2 separate regions of the Mus musculus genome follow, and region 2 is linked to region 1. The links are chromatin contacts, called in public Hi-C maps. All regions are on one chromosome and are shown on one strand. Each heading gives the region's core, a stretch centred on a gene start, on an enhancer-like site or on the middle of the called end of the contact. The rest is flanking DNA. Distances are from core to core; before and after follow the strand shown.

Region 1 (7,050 bases), core at 1,225-3,724:
CTGGTAGCCAAACCCCATGCACACCCAACACCTGAGCAGGCGGCTCCGGTGGCAGTCACTGCTTCATCAGTCAGCACGGGTGAGAGTCTTGCAGCTCCTACCCAGAGGCTCCAAGAGCTTTGCCCTCCCCCCCACGCCCCTGCTGTCGTCTGCCTCTTTGTATGACCACCTCCCACTGAGCGGCTCTTGGGTCCTTCAGCTCACAGATCGGATCGTAGGCGACAGCTACCTGATAGAGGGTGGCACAGAAAGCCTCACGCAGCCAGCCTCTGAGGCCCACATCCCCAGGGATGGATAACAGTGCCCAGCTGGGAGGACCTTGGCTTTTTGATGGTTCATCCCGATCTGCTCAGACCCAGAGTGAGTGGGGAAGGAACCTTTCCTGGAGGGTGTGCCCAACTGGGCGGAGCTGTGACAAAGAGCCCCGAGCTGAAGCTGGGGCCACGCAAAGGGGCGGGAGTAAGGTTTCCCGGCTGGAGAAGGCTCAGGCGCAAGTCAAAGGAGGAAGATGAGTGGGGGAGGGGAGGAGTGGGCAGGCAGGGGTTAGAGATTAGCTATTAGCCATTCAGGATCACTAGATTTCCCCCACCAAAGAAAGAACAGCTCACTGTGGCTGGCTTCGCCTGGAACGTGTTATATAGGCTTTCTGCAGCATGGCCAAGCAGCCAGATCTCCTGAGATCACACTACTTCAAAAAGACTGTTGTGTTGTGAGCTAGAACTTGCCACGGGCTGGGCTGCAGAGGCAGGTGGACTGAAGTCACCGAGGGTAGGGATGGATTTATGTCCAACTCTGAACAAAGGTTGTTCCATCTGTGCCTGCCCTGGTAGCAGCTCTCCCTAAACACGCCAATTAAGTCAAAAGGATCAGTGACCACAGTCTACCACATACGCCCTTCCAACAGGGCACAGGGCCATACTGCAGTCTAGTCTGGAAAAGAAGCAAACACTACCACTGCACAGCAGTGGGCCAGCACAGTAGTGGCTATCTGTGTGGTGACGTGGAGCAACAGAGAAACCAGGTCAGGTTTGTTTCTTTCCAGAAACTTCCACCTCTTAAGTCAGTGTACCATTTTGGGTCTCAGCTTCAAGAATCGGAAGAAATCCATTGCTCTTTCCCCTCCTGGACTCCAGACTTAGTGCCAGTGTTACTCCCAATCTATCTGTCCCACTTCTGTTCTGACCTAAAACTGCCAGGTTCTCATGGAGAGTGAGAAAGGCCTTCAAAGGCCTTCCTCCTCCACCCAAGGGAAATGCCTCGTTTTCACTGCTGGAACAAAACCGGAGGAGCTGACTCAGGCACAGCAAACCGCTCCAAGGTTTAAGCATTTTTGTTTTTTTTTCTGGTTTTTCGAGACAGGGTTTTTCTGTAGAGCCCTGGATGTCTTGGAACTCACTTTGTAGACCAGGCTGGCCTCAAACTCAGAAATCCGCCTGCCTCTGCCTCCTGAGTGTTGGGATTAAAGGCGTGCGCCATCACACCCGGCTCGGTTTAAGCATTTCTAACAGTTCCCACCCCCTATCCATTATTAGTTGAGCTCCCAAATCACACAAGGATGAGCCTGTGAACCGACAAATTTGTTTACCCTTCTACTGTCCAGTCCCCTGCCTGTGACTGGACCAGAAAGACCAGTCTCAGGCGTGGCATCGCCAGTGCCTGGCAGAGTAGTAAAACAGGCAGTACTCACTGGGCTCAAAACTGCCAAGACCTCCACACCAATCTCAAAATGCCTCGCTGCCACCTACTGATCATTTAAATAAGACTGACAAACACTGAGCCCACCACTCCCGGAAGAGTTGTGATAGATGCATGTGAACTGCAGGATGCTATGGACACCTGGGCGTTGAAACTAATGGTCGGTCCACTCTTCCTTTCCAGATGCTGTCAGGGAGATGGGTTTAAGAGACTATGGCAACCAGGCATGACAACGCACATATTTAATCTCAGCTCGCAGGAGGCAATGGATCTCGGAGTTCGAGGCCTGATCTACAGAGAGTTTCAGAACAGCTAGGGCTACACAGAGAATCTGTCGCGAAAACCAAACCAAACCAAACAAAATCCCAGAGAGCGAGCGAGAGAGCTAGACAGACAGACACTATGGCAGGCAGCCACCATGGCCTGAGGGATGGTAATCGGGTCACCTGGTCAATGGGTCACAGGCCGTGGCGGGGATGCGGGTCCCAGAAGGCTGCAGGGTCTGGATCACTGCCCCAGATCCAGGATTCCTTTAACTTTGAGATACCTTCCTGCAGGTAGTGGGGCTGGGGTGACAGCCTCCATGAGTATTCATAGGCCCTAAGGAGCCTTCACGTGCAAAGGGCCGGCCAGCACCTAACCGCCTGCCCACAGGTCTAGCTTGCGGTGGTGTGTTCCCGACTCTGCGAATCTATCCGCAGCGTCCCAAGCCTTTTGCGTTACCTCTTGCGTCAGATCGGTGGCGGCGAGGGTGCCACCTCCCTAGGGCTGGCGAAGAAGGCGGGGCGGAGCTGTCGGTTGCTAAGGGAAACAGGACGAGCGGCAGGCGGAAGCCACATCTACGAGACGAGACGACGGCCGGAAGTCCCGCCCCAACATGGCCGCGCCCAGAGGTCTCAGGGGAAGCCAGCCAAGTACTGCGTCATGTGACGCGAGCCCTCGCCCCACCCGTCTGCAGCCACTCCCTGTCTCCGGACCCAGAGCTCGAGAGGGCCACGTGACCCTCCCGGGGCCAGTCACGTGAGGCGCGGATCCTGGGTGGGAGGGGGGTTGGCCTAGGTGGTCCGGAGCGGCAGCAAAGGAGGAAGATGGCGGGGTGCAGGGGGTCCGTGTGCTGCTGCTGCCGGTGGTGTTGCTGCTGCGGTGAACGGGAGAGCCGCACCCCCGAGGAGCTGGTGAGCGGCTGCCTGGCTGGGGAAGGGGTGGCTACGGAGGGATGACAGGATGACAAGAGGCGTTGCCGGGGGTGGGGCCGCGCCGGACCGCGCCTGCAGGTGGCAGCGGGTGGGGCCCGGAGACCGCTGCCTGGGCTCGGGAAGCATCCAGCTTACCTCCGCGTGCCCCAGCCAGAGTTCTGTTCTATAACCTCTCTCTGGACTCCGAGGGAGGGCCTCGGCCAGCTTGAATTAATGCCGTCCATATTCTCTTTGAGTTTTGAACGAAGCAAGCATTGTAGAATGAGCCCTTGCGCGGGACGTGACGCCCATGCCGTTGGTGTAGTTTCTCTGGCCTGTTCTTATTCTCTACCCTTCACTCTTTCTGGGTCACTGGTGATCCAGCTTCCCCGTGCAAAGCAAGCTGGGAAAACTTGAGTTGTGTTCTCAGAATTGATTCATTCCCCCCGATTCCGTAGTCAGTCTATTGTCAAATGAAACACGAATTTTCTCCTCCAACGAAGCTGCCATCAGACATCTTTCAGGTGTCCTGAAGGTGAGCATTACGATTTAAAGAATTCGCCGATCAATAGAAATGTAGAGCTCATGGTTTTGAAACATTGTTCCTCTTTGAAGATGGCTCTAGCTAATTTCGATTTTAATAATACTACCCTCCTTGTACCCTTAACCCATTAAAAGATCTCCATTCTGTGAATCTGTTTTTCTAGACCATCCTTGGGGAGACACAGGAAGAAGAGGATGAGATTCTTCCAAGGAAAGACTATGAGGTGAGGTGTTCCAGATGCTGTCCTGGGTAACTGGTGTAGTGAGAGGACTGAGTGCTTCAGGCCTCCAACCAGAGATGCTCTTTGACCCTCTGCCTCAGGGAATGGGGGAGATGACTGCCTAGCAAGTCCTTAACCTGGTCCCACAGTCTGGTGGTGATGCATTCCAGTTCTGCCTGGATATAGAGCGTGTTTGCCATTAAACCTTCCAGGGACCCAGGGTCGAAGCTCTTCCCTGTGAGTGCTCAAAACAGTCTCTCTCGTGAGCTGTGAGGAGACCTTGCCTCTCTCTCTTCTGCCCTATTCTGGATTATAGTTTCCAGTTTCAGATATGAAACTTTGAAGAGTGTGGGGCCACATGTTGTGGTTCCTTTTAGTTTGCCACTGGACTTGGGAGGCTGAGATGGGAAGAGCTCTTCTGGAGACTCACAAAGGCTGCTCCATCAATCCTATCCCAACCTCTTATTTTTTGAAAAAGATTTATTTATTTAATTAATGTATATGAGTATACTGTAGCTGTCTTCGGACACGGATTCCTATTACAGATGGTCATAAGCCACCATGTGGTTGCTGGGAGTTGAACTCAGGACCTCTGCAAGAGCAGTCAGTGCTCTTAACTGCTGAGCCATCTCTCCAGCCTCCCTATCCAACATTTTTGTTTCCCTATCCAACCTTTTGAGTAACTCTGTCACACCCATTTGTAGCTCGCTTGCCTTAGGCTGATAGAATGTTCATGTGAATTTTTTTTTTTTTTTAGATTTATTTATTTATTATATGTAAGTACACTGTAGCTGTCTTCAGACACTCCAGAAGAGGGCATCAGATTTCGTTACAGATGGTTGTGAGCCACCATGTGGTTGCTGGGATTTGAACTAGGGACCTTCAGAAGAGCAGTCGGCGCTCTTAACCACTGAGCCATCTCGACAGCCCCTCATGTGAATTTTTTTATGGATTAGTGATTTTACACTCAAATCTTTAATGTTTCCCATTTAGCCATCTCCACATACAAGTTTGTGGGAAGCTGTTTGTTTTATGCTGTTTTGTTTATTTATTTATTTTTTCTTTTTGAGACAGGGTTTCTCTGTGTATCCCTGGCTGTTCTGGAATTCACTCTGTAGACCAGGCTGGCCTCAAACTCAGAAATCCACCTGCCTCTGCCTCCCAAGAGCTAGGATTAAAAGTGTGTGCCACCACGCCCCAACTGTTTTATGTTCATAAGAGCAAATTCATTCAGACACTAATCAGGGAAGTCTGCTCAGCGTACATCTAAGGGCCAGCCCTCTGAGCAGCTTTTTGTATTTATTTGGGATGGGGGGGAGGGGGATGACATTTTTCTTTTTTAATTTTAAAACTTATTGTTAGGGGCTGGAAAGATGGCTCAGTTGTTAAAAGCACTGATTGCTTTTCCCGGGGTCCTGGGTTCAATTCCATCTGTATTCGATTTTAGGATATTCAGTGTCCCTTTCTGGCCTTTGTGGGAAATAGTTATGCATGTGGTACACATATATACATGCAGGCAAAACACTTGTGCATATAAAAATAAAATCTGTTGGGTTTTTTTGTTTGTTTGTTTGTTTTTGTTTTTCAAGACAGGGTTTCTCTGTATAGCCTTGGCTATCCTGGAACTCACTCTTTAGACCAGGCTGGCCTTGAACTCAGAAATCTGCCTGCCTCTGCCTCCCGAGTGCTTGGGATTAAAGGCCTGTGCCACCACGCCCGGCTAAAATCTGTTGTTATTGTTAAGGGGTCACATGTGGAGGTCTGTGGAGTTAGTTTTCTGATCTTTACTTGGGTTCTGGGAATGGAACTCAGGTTGTGGGTCTATGGTTTTGCTCACTGAGCCATCGAGTCAGCTTTTTCTTTTTCTTATTTATTTATTTATTTATTTATTTATTTATTTATTTATTTATCTATCTATCTATCTATTATATGTAAGTACACTGTAGCTGTCTTCAGACAGCACCAGAAGAGGGCATCAGATCTCATTACGGGTGGCTGTGAGCCACCATGTGGTTGCTGGGATTTGAACTTCGGACCTTCGGAAGAGCAGTCGGGTGCTCTTACCCACTGAGCCATCTCACCAGCCCCTTCTTTTTCTTTTTTTTTAAGACATGGTCACTCTGTGTACCCCTAGATGGCCTCCAGTACAGCCGTATATCCGTATTAGGGGCACACCCAGTGTAGGTGGCCCTTAATCCTCTGCCTCTGTAGATTTGCTTCTTCTGGATAGCTGAAACTTGTTTGTGGAGCCCTGGTGTGGGACAAAGGCCATTCCCATCTCTCCCTGTGGGTGGGTGGGGGAATAAACTTGCCATGGCTGGATTAAGACAGAGAGGCGGGTACATACCTGAGAGCCAGGCACAGCAGGAGAGAGAGATAGGATAGCATTCTTCTCAGGCAGATAGGTATAGGCAACTTCAGAAGAGAGAGCTTGGTTTTCATTTTTTAAAATTTTGACATTTAAAATAGAGTTATCTCTATTTGATTTTACATGGATGTTAGGGTAGACAGGTGACTGGGTTTAAAGAACAGATAGTTGCTGGGACAGTTTGGGCTGGCTGCTAGATCTCTGTCCTGCCTTGTGATTCTGTCTCCATTATCTGCCCCTGTTGACAGGAAGTCTGGAGAGGGATTCCCAGCATTTGACTGTCCTGTGGCAAATCCTGACCTTAGGTAGACAGAGGCTTCAGAGAAAGAACTTCCTCTCCCTCTCACCTTACCCTGTACCCCATTTTTGACTCCAGCTGCAGGAGGCTTCTTTGCCCACACCCCAAGAAGATCTCCAGCAGACACTGGTTATTTGGAGGCAGCAACAGATCCCCAGGTTGGGGGCTGCATTTGCCTGCCGAAAGTGGTAGGAAGCTGGCTGTGGTTGCACACACCTTTAATCAAAGCACTTGGGAGACAGAGACAGGCAGATCTCTGAGTTTGAGGCCAGCTTGGTCTATGTAGTGAGTTTCAGAACAGCCAAAGCTACGTAGTAAGACCCTGCCTTGAAGAACCAAAACAATAAAAATAAAAAAGAAAGAAAGAAAGAAAGACTGGGTTGTCGTGCCACCCCAGTCTGATTAGATTGGTAGAGCCATTCATAGCACTCAGGAAAACATGATTTTGGGTACCCAGTTTATTAATGCATTTACTAAAGGGTATAGCTGTACAGGCAGATAGAGGTGTGCAGGTAAGGTTTGTGGGAGCTTTCCTGATCTCCTGGGGGGGCCATCCTTCCAGTATCCTCCTGCTCTTGGGACCTAGTCCTCTCAGCTCCTTAGAGGCTTTGTTATGTAGGTGTGACTGATGGCATCCTTTGCCATTGGTGAGCAGCTTAGTCTTCTGCCTCTCTTCTTTATTTTATTTTATTTTATTTTAATTTGGTTTTTTGAGACAAGGTTTTTTTCTGTGTAGCCCTGGCTGTCCTG
Region 2 (7,003 bases), core at 1,933-4,432, 5.9 Mb before region 1:
GCATCTTGCTGGGTCACCTCCCCTCCCCTTCCAGAATGGCACAAGTAGTTGTCATTTCCCCCCTGGATCTGGAAAATCAAGCTGGGCAAGGATGGGCTCTGGCCCTTAGTGGGGGCATGGGGCAGGCAGCAGGGACAGCCTCTCCTCCCCCCCCCCCCCAGTCCTAGTGAGGGAAGGCAAACACTGCTTATTCTAACGCAGAGACTGCTGCAAGCTAAGTTGCCAAGCTGAGGAGAGATATGGCCAAGCTTGAGGGAGCTTGAGGAAGAACAACCGGCTGAAAAATTCTTTCACTGTGACTTTTCAGGGAATGGCCCTGTATCCTACCTCTCACCCTTGTCATCTGGAGGATGTGATGCTGTGATCCTAGCTCACCCCTCTCATCTGGAGGTTGTGGTGCTGTGATGTCTGCTTTACTGCCCCCTGCTCTCCATGTTGAAAAACAATAGAGTGAGCTTGGCTATGGCAACTCTGTACTTCCCTCCAACCCTGGCTGGGGCCTGCTGGGGCAAGCTTTCCTAGGCTTGGACAGTCCATGAATCCCATACCCCTACACAGTGAGGTTTATGAATGGGAACATACGTATGTGTTGCCCAGAAGAAACTCAACCTCAGGACTATCTAGAGACCACAGCAAAGGAGATTTCTCCCCACAGAGGCTCCTAGCACTGGAATCCAGAGCTGCCGAGGCCAACAGCAGTGGAGGGCCTGCCCAAGTGGAGCTAACTTTGGGCGGCAGCACTGACAGAGAGCAGCAACACACAGGTCCTCAGATGTGATCATACTGAGAGCCCAAAGTGCTTATGGCCCCTTGGTTACTTCTTAGTTACCAAGCCAATCAAACACTTGCTAAGCAAGATGCTGAAGTAAACCATCAGAAGAAAAACCACTGCTCCTAACACGGAACAAAGAAGTCCATTGGAAGTTTCTTGGAATAAGATACAACATTGAAATACTCTATAGACTCTGACATCCAAACTATCCCACAGGAAATCCGGCTCATGTGAACACACTTGATGTGTAATCTAGATCTTTCTCTTCCACTGGATTTGAAAAGGACCATCCCAAGAATCAATGCCTGTCTGGCATTTGCTGGTGTTTTGGGGTATGTATGTATTAAATTATTAAGAGTTAGAATGGCAAGTCACTGTTAAAGATGCTACATGAGTTCCCTGTGGCTGTAACGGCAGCAGAGTAGAGGAGACTGACCCAGAAAATAGCGGAGAGCAGTGATAAGCATAGCTGGGTGACTTGGCATGCTTCTCCTTTAATCTGTGAGGCTACACTCCTAGTTCACACAGGTTCTGAACCCCGAGCTGATCTCCCTCAACCACCATCCTCCCCTTTAGCACAAGAGGGCAGCACGGTATGAAGGATTACTGGATTCCACCCTTCTTCCTTATCTCTATTCCAGATGGGTACAACTGCCCGTTCAACCTATGCTCCTGTCAAGACAAACATTCTTTAAATCCAACTTTGATCACCCCTCTCCAGGTCTTAATTTTAAAACCCTAGGCAGCCCCATTGTAGGAGTAGAAGTGCTAATTATGACCGGACACCTTGTTTCCCCAGTCTCCATTCTTGTCTTGGATTTTTTTTTTGTTTGTTTTTATTTTTGGGACAGAGTCTCTTATTTAGGCCTGACTGGCCTAGAACTTGTTATGTAGTCTAGACTGGCCTCAAACTCACAGAGATTCTCCTGCCTCTGCATCCCAAGTACTAGGATTAAAGGTATGTGACACTATGCCCGGTTATGACTTGAATTCTAGAGAATAGTCAAATCTAACGAACTTCTCCAGTGCCTTGACCAGACCCTGTGTCTTCAAGAGCCCGTGTCAGGTGTGGTAGTGCATGCCTTTGATCCCAGAACTTGGAGGATCTCGGAGTTTGAGGTCAGTATGGTCTATATGTAGTAGTTCTAGGGCTACACAGTGAGACAGTCTCAAAAAAAAAAAAAAAAAAACAAAAACCAAAAAACAAGCAAGCAAACAAACAAACAAACAAAAATCAGGTCTGTCTACCTCGTCTCTGTGGTGCATAGAACAGAATGTTAACAGCAGATACAAGTGTATGCCCAATAAAACTAAAACAAAGTACGGGTACTGAAGATCCCTGCAGGAGGGCTGTGGGGGCAGCGTGGCCAAAACACTGGGGCCTCAATAAGGACATCTACAAAATGTACATTTTCAGCCGATGCACTCACTGGAGCCCTTCCACCTCCTGTTCCTTCCCGCCTCACAAAGCCCACCACAGATCTGGATCTGTGCAATGCTGTGTTACTAGCTGGTTACCACAGGCGGCTGGTGTTCCAGCTGCCACTAGGGCAGCCACAGCCAGCAGTGTCAATTGACATTTACCCTAGCATTGCTTATAAACTAAGCCCCAACTCTTCTATTTTTGGTTATGAACTTACCCTGTCATCTTTCCAACCAGAAACCCGAACTCAATGTAGCAACTTCCAAACATTTTGTTACAAGGATATGAAAAGTGTTTCCAGTTTTCTTTTCAAGAAAACGTAAATGTTACAATATTAAGTAATGATCTGGGGCCAAGTAATTTTAAGGACTGAGAGTGCTTTAGAGAATCTTAACGCTTAAAAAGCACAACAAACCAAACCCAGCGAACAAACAAAACCCCCAAACGACACGGATCGAAGTGTAGCCTACCCGGAGCCAGAGCTACAGTCTTTAGTCTCGTGGCAACTGCTCCTGTTCAGTAACGCATGCAGACGAGGACAAGGCGGGGCTCGAATCCGATTCCGGACACGAAGGCTGAGATGCGCTGCAGGGAGGCCTGGAACAGGCACTGGCCGCGCAGTCCCTCCAAGGCCAGGTGTCAGGGAGCCTCCGCCCCGGGTGCCTGCCGAAGACCGAGGCCACGCAGGGTCACAGAGCGCCGCGGAAACGACCAGGCGGGGCCGCTGCGATGTCGGCCTCCGCTATCTTCGGAGGGGTCTCGGTCCAGCCGCCCCCACCCCGGGCCTCTGAGGAGGGCAGCAGAGGAGCAGCCCGGGCTGCCTCTGCCCAGGGCCCGGGCCGCAGCTGCGCTCCCATAGCAACCAGGCCGGCCCGCGCGGTACGCCTGCGCGTCCGCCCGCCGGCGCCTGCGTGCGCATCCAGGCCTCGAGGATTCTGGCTGGGGACAGGTCCTGCAGTCGGACGTTTCCGGTTGCACCTACCTACGTAGAGAAAAGAGTTCCGGGCCGCGTCTACGCACCACAGTTCCGGGCAGGAACGTTACAAGTCCAGTGTCGCTACGGTACCGCAGCCCTGCAATGTGCGCGGTGCTCCGCCAACCCAAATGCGTCAAGTTGCGAGCCCTACATAGCGCCTGCAAGTTCGGCGTGGCGGCCCGGAGCTGCCAGGAGCTGCTGCGTAAGGGCTGCGTCCGCTTCCAGGTGGGTCTTGCATTCCGGGCAAGCACTGCGCGGCGGGCACCTTGGCTTCCACCCCTACGATTTCCATCCTCTTGGGTGGGCTTGGACAGGCGCTAGGCTTCTACAGTACGCAGAGCTGGCTGTCTGGAAGCCAAGACTGTTGTGGGACAAGCTGATCTTCTTGTCCTCCAGCTCCCGATGCCCGGTTCCCGGCTGTGCCTGTACGAAGATGGCACGGAGGTGACGGACGACTGCTTCCCGGGCCTTCCCAACGACGCTGAGCTCCTATTGCTCACCGCTGGCGAGACCTGGCATGGCTGTGAGTAGGAACACTTTGGAGATGGGAGGGACCTACACGGTTTAAAGCCTCGTCGAGGGGCCCGGGCAGGAACCCAGAAGATCTGGTTAAAGGCTCTGAATGCCAAAAGCTTTTGCTGAAGAACTTTGATTTTAATTTTGAAACTGCCAAGGGCAAGGGAAGGATTGAGACTGGGGTCGGTGCTGCTGTGCTGTGCTGTGCTGTGCTGTGGTGTGCTGTGCTGTGCTGTGGTGTGCTGTGCTGTGCTGTGCTGTGCTGTGCTGTGCTGTGCTGTGGTGTGCTGTGCTGTGCTGTGGTGTGCTGTGCTGTGCTGTGCTGTGGTGTGCTGTGCTGTGCTGTGCTGTGCTGGGTTGGGCTGGGCTGGGCTGGGCAGGGCAGGGCAGGGCAGGGCAGGGCAGGGCAGGGCAGGGCAGGGCAGGGCAGGGCAGGTCTTGGTTCCATTCACTGTTGCTCCGGGCTGTACTTCGACCAGTGTGCTGAAATGCTCTCAGGTATCATGGTTTTCATTCAGGCTATTCTAGGTAGGTGTGATGACAGATCATTGTAGTCTTAATCCGAATTTCCCTGGTGGCTAATGGGATTGGGTATTATCTTCCTATTTACCACTTGAAGGCACTCTTCAGAGAAGCGATTCTTCGCGTTTTTTGTGTTTCTTAGTCGGATTTATAAAGCTGTTTAAATATTTAGCCCCCCCCCCCTCCAGAATATCTTGGTTATGACTTCGATGTAAGATAGTGTGGTTTTCAAATATCTCCCGCTGTGTAGCTTTTCACTGTCTTTATTGAAACTGAGCTCCAACCACATAGCTAACCGGCCTTGCTCTTTCCATGCTCTGTACTAGAGCAAAAGGTTCAGATTTGCAAGGGAAATGGGGAGGACAAGGCTACATGTGGCCGAGGCTGGTCTAAAACTTGTGATTCTCCTGCCTCTACTTCCCAACTGCTCACATTCCAAGCTCGTGCCCCCAAAACCAGCTTCCAGAGTTCTGACCTTGATAGATCCAGATGATCACTTCATGGTGCATTTGCTCCAGGAACCTCTTGTCAAGTTCTGGCTGTCTGAGGTTTCTTCCTGCAATTTCTGCATCCTTTGGTATCACAAGAACTTACTTCTTCAGCTTGTTAATAACACAGTGGATCTCACTGAGTTCTGAGTACAAACCAGACTTGCAACCTCATTTGGCTGTGGCCTGTGCTTTTTAAGTGTTACTGAATTCTGTTTGCTCCTGTTTGGTTAAGACCCTCTGTAGAATGCACTTGGTGTTTAGTTTGATGGGAAAGCTCACCATAGGCACTTGTGCAAAGACTCCAAGGAGAGGGCTTGGGAGGTCTGAAAATGGGGTCCTAAGGAGATGGCCAAAGGAGGTGACTTGGTATGGAGGAGAGAAGGACAAAAGACCAAGTGTGCTGCTTTTCTAGGATACTACAACCCTCGCCTGACAGAAGGTGGCCAGAGGAATTGTAGTATCACTGCAGTGGGGGGTGTCAGGTCAGGGAAAGGGTTGGTGACCCCAGAGTCCTGATGTCTGGCAGTCTTTGGGTTGAATTCTTGGAGCCAGAACAGCATGAATGTGTTTCTGTTTGTCTCCTGGTGGTGACAGATGTGAGTGACATCACACGTTTCCTCAGTGTGTTTAATGAGCCACATGCCGGCGTCATCCAGGCTGCACGGCAACTGCTGTCAGATGAGCAGGCCCCACTGAGGCAAAAGCTGCTGGCCGATCTTCTGCATCACGTGAGCCAGAATATTACTGCAGAGACCCGGGAGCAGGACCCATCCTGGTTTGAAGGTATGTGGCCTGGGATGACCATGGTGGCCAGGGTGTCTGGAGCAAACAGAGAAGAGCCTCTTTGGAGCAGAGAGGCTCAGGGAGATCTCTGTCTATTTCAGATCCCAATACTTCTCAACCAAGGGTGGACTGGCCTCTGGAGTGAGGGATAACAAAAGGTGTCCATGGGAAGGTATCCAGCCAGGACTCCTGGCTTGAGGCAGTGTCCTGGGCAGCCTGGAAATGCATGGAACTTAGAATTTACCACCTTACCATTTGAGAGAGAGGAGAGAGAGTTGGGGAAAAGGACAGAGAGAGAGAGGAGGAGGGAGAGGAGGGAGAGAGGAGAGAGAGAAGGAGAGGGAAAGAGGAGAGAGAGAAAGGGAGGGAGGGAGAGAGGGAGGGAGGGAGAGAGAGAGAGAGAGATTAACTGAGTAGCATTCTCAGGAATACCATTCATGTCCTTTAGACAGAATCTTGGGGCTGGAGAGATGGCTCAGTGGTTAAGAGGTCCTGAGTTCAAATCCCAGCAACCACATGGTGGCTCACAACCATCCGTAACGAAATCGGATGCCCTGTTCTGGTGTGTCAGAAGACAGCTACAGTGTATTTACATATAATAAATAAATAAATCTTAAAAAAAAAAAAAGAATCTCATTGGCTAGAGCCTATTGAATAGGCTAGACTGACTGGCCAGCAAACTTCTGGGATCTCTCCCATATACTTCATATCATCCCTAGGTGATTTAAGGTACCTGATGCAATGTAATCCTGGGAAAGTAGTAGTTGGCTGGTCTCTACGGAATAATGGCGAGAAACAACTGCCTAAGGAGATGGCTCAGCGGCAGTGCTTGCTGCTTAAGAACGATGATCCGAGTTTCGATCCTGAGCCCCCATGTGAAATCCAGGAGTGGTGGTACTTGTCTAACCTCAGTATTGGGGGACAGAGCCAGGCAGATACCTGGGGTTTCCTGGTTGGCCAGGAGAGCGCAAACAGTGAGCTCCAGGCTTAGTGGGGAGTCATAGAGAAAGACACCCAGTGGTGACCTCTGCCCTCTGCATGTGCATGCATGGGTACGATGCAAACCATGAAAGTGGCCGTAGTCTGCCTGTGGATTTCAGGGCGTCCTCCTTCTTGCAGGTTTGGAGTCGAGATTCAGGAATAAGTCGGGCTATCTGAGATACAGCTGTGAGAGTCGGATCCGGGGTTACCTAAGAGAGGTAAGGCCACATTCAGGTCATGCCGTGAGTGCTCAGCACAAGATGGGGACCCGTTGGTGGGGTTGTCACCCCTCTGCTGATGCATATCTGTAAGGTTGCTACTAAGTCAGCAGAAGGCACCTTAGAGAGGCAGGACCTTCCTGTCCCGTGCGTCTGGTCTCTTCTGCACTTTAGTCTCTGACCCCTTGTCCAGCAGGCATTAAAACCTTTCTGGGCTGTGTCCTTTGGTTAGGGTCAGAGGCCTCAGCCTTAGCTCTTCTGTTTGACAGAGATCCTGTTGTTTTAGAGTAACATCAGCTTGAGTCTTATGCAGAACTTAAT

Evidence for each region. Hi-C and Micro-C count contacts between places; a contact is called where the count stands out from the background.
Region 2: a Hi-C map of B cells shows a contact between it and region 1, with 7 read pairs. The contact joins the promoter of Dffb here to the promoter of Mthfr in region 1. A contact is called at or near these places in 1 of 39 promoter capture datasets (liver) and 1 of 484 Hi-C or Micro-C datasets (B cells).

What each region holds. Positions count from the first base shown.
Region 1 is chr4:148,034,501-148,041,550 of GRCm38.p6, reverse strand. It overlaps Mthfr (methylenetetrahydrofolate reductase), which reads right to left and starts at 2,474. Exons shown (of 12, transcript NM_010840.3): 1 at 2,419-2,474. Clcn6 (chloride channel, voltage-sensitive 6) reads left to right here and starts at 2,738. Exons shown (of 23, transcript NM_011929.3): 1 at 2,738-2,870; 2 at 3,578-3,637. The coding sequence starts at 2,784. RefSeq lists promoters at 340-613, 340-2,133, 2,386-2,575, 2,386-3,024.
Region 2 is chr4:153,971,260-153,978,262 of GRCm38.p6, reverse strand. It overlaps Dffb (DNA fragmentation factor, beta subunit), which reads left to right and starts at 3,182. Exons shown (of 7, transcript NM_007859.4): 1 at 3,182-3,396; 2 at 3,568-3,694; 3 at 5,295-5,483; 4 at 6,603-6,682. The coding sequence starts at 3,274. It overlaps Cep104 (centrosomal protein 104), which reads right to left and starts at 2,702. Exons shown (of 22, transcript NM_177673.2): 1 at 2,666-2,702.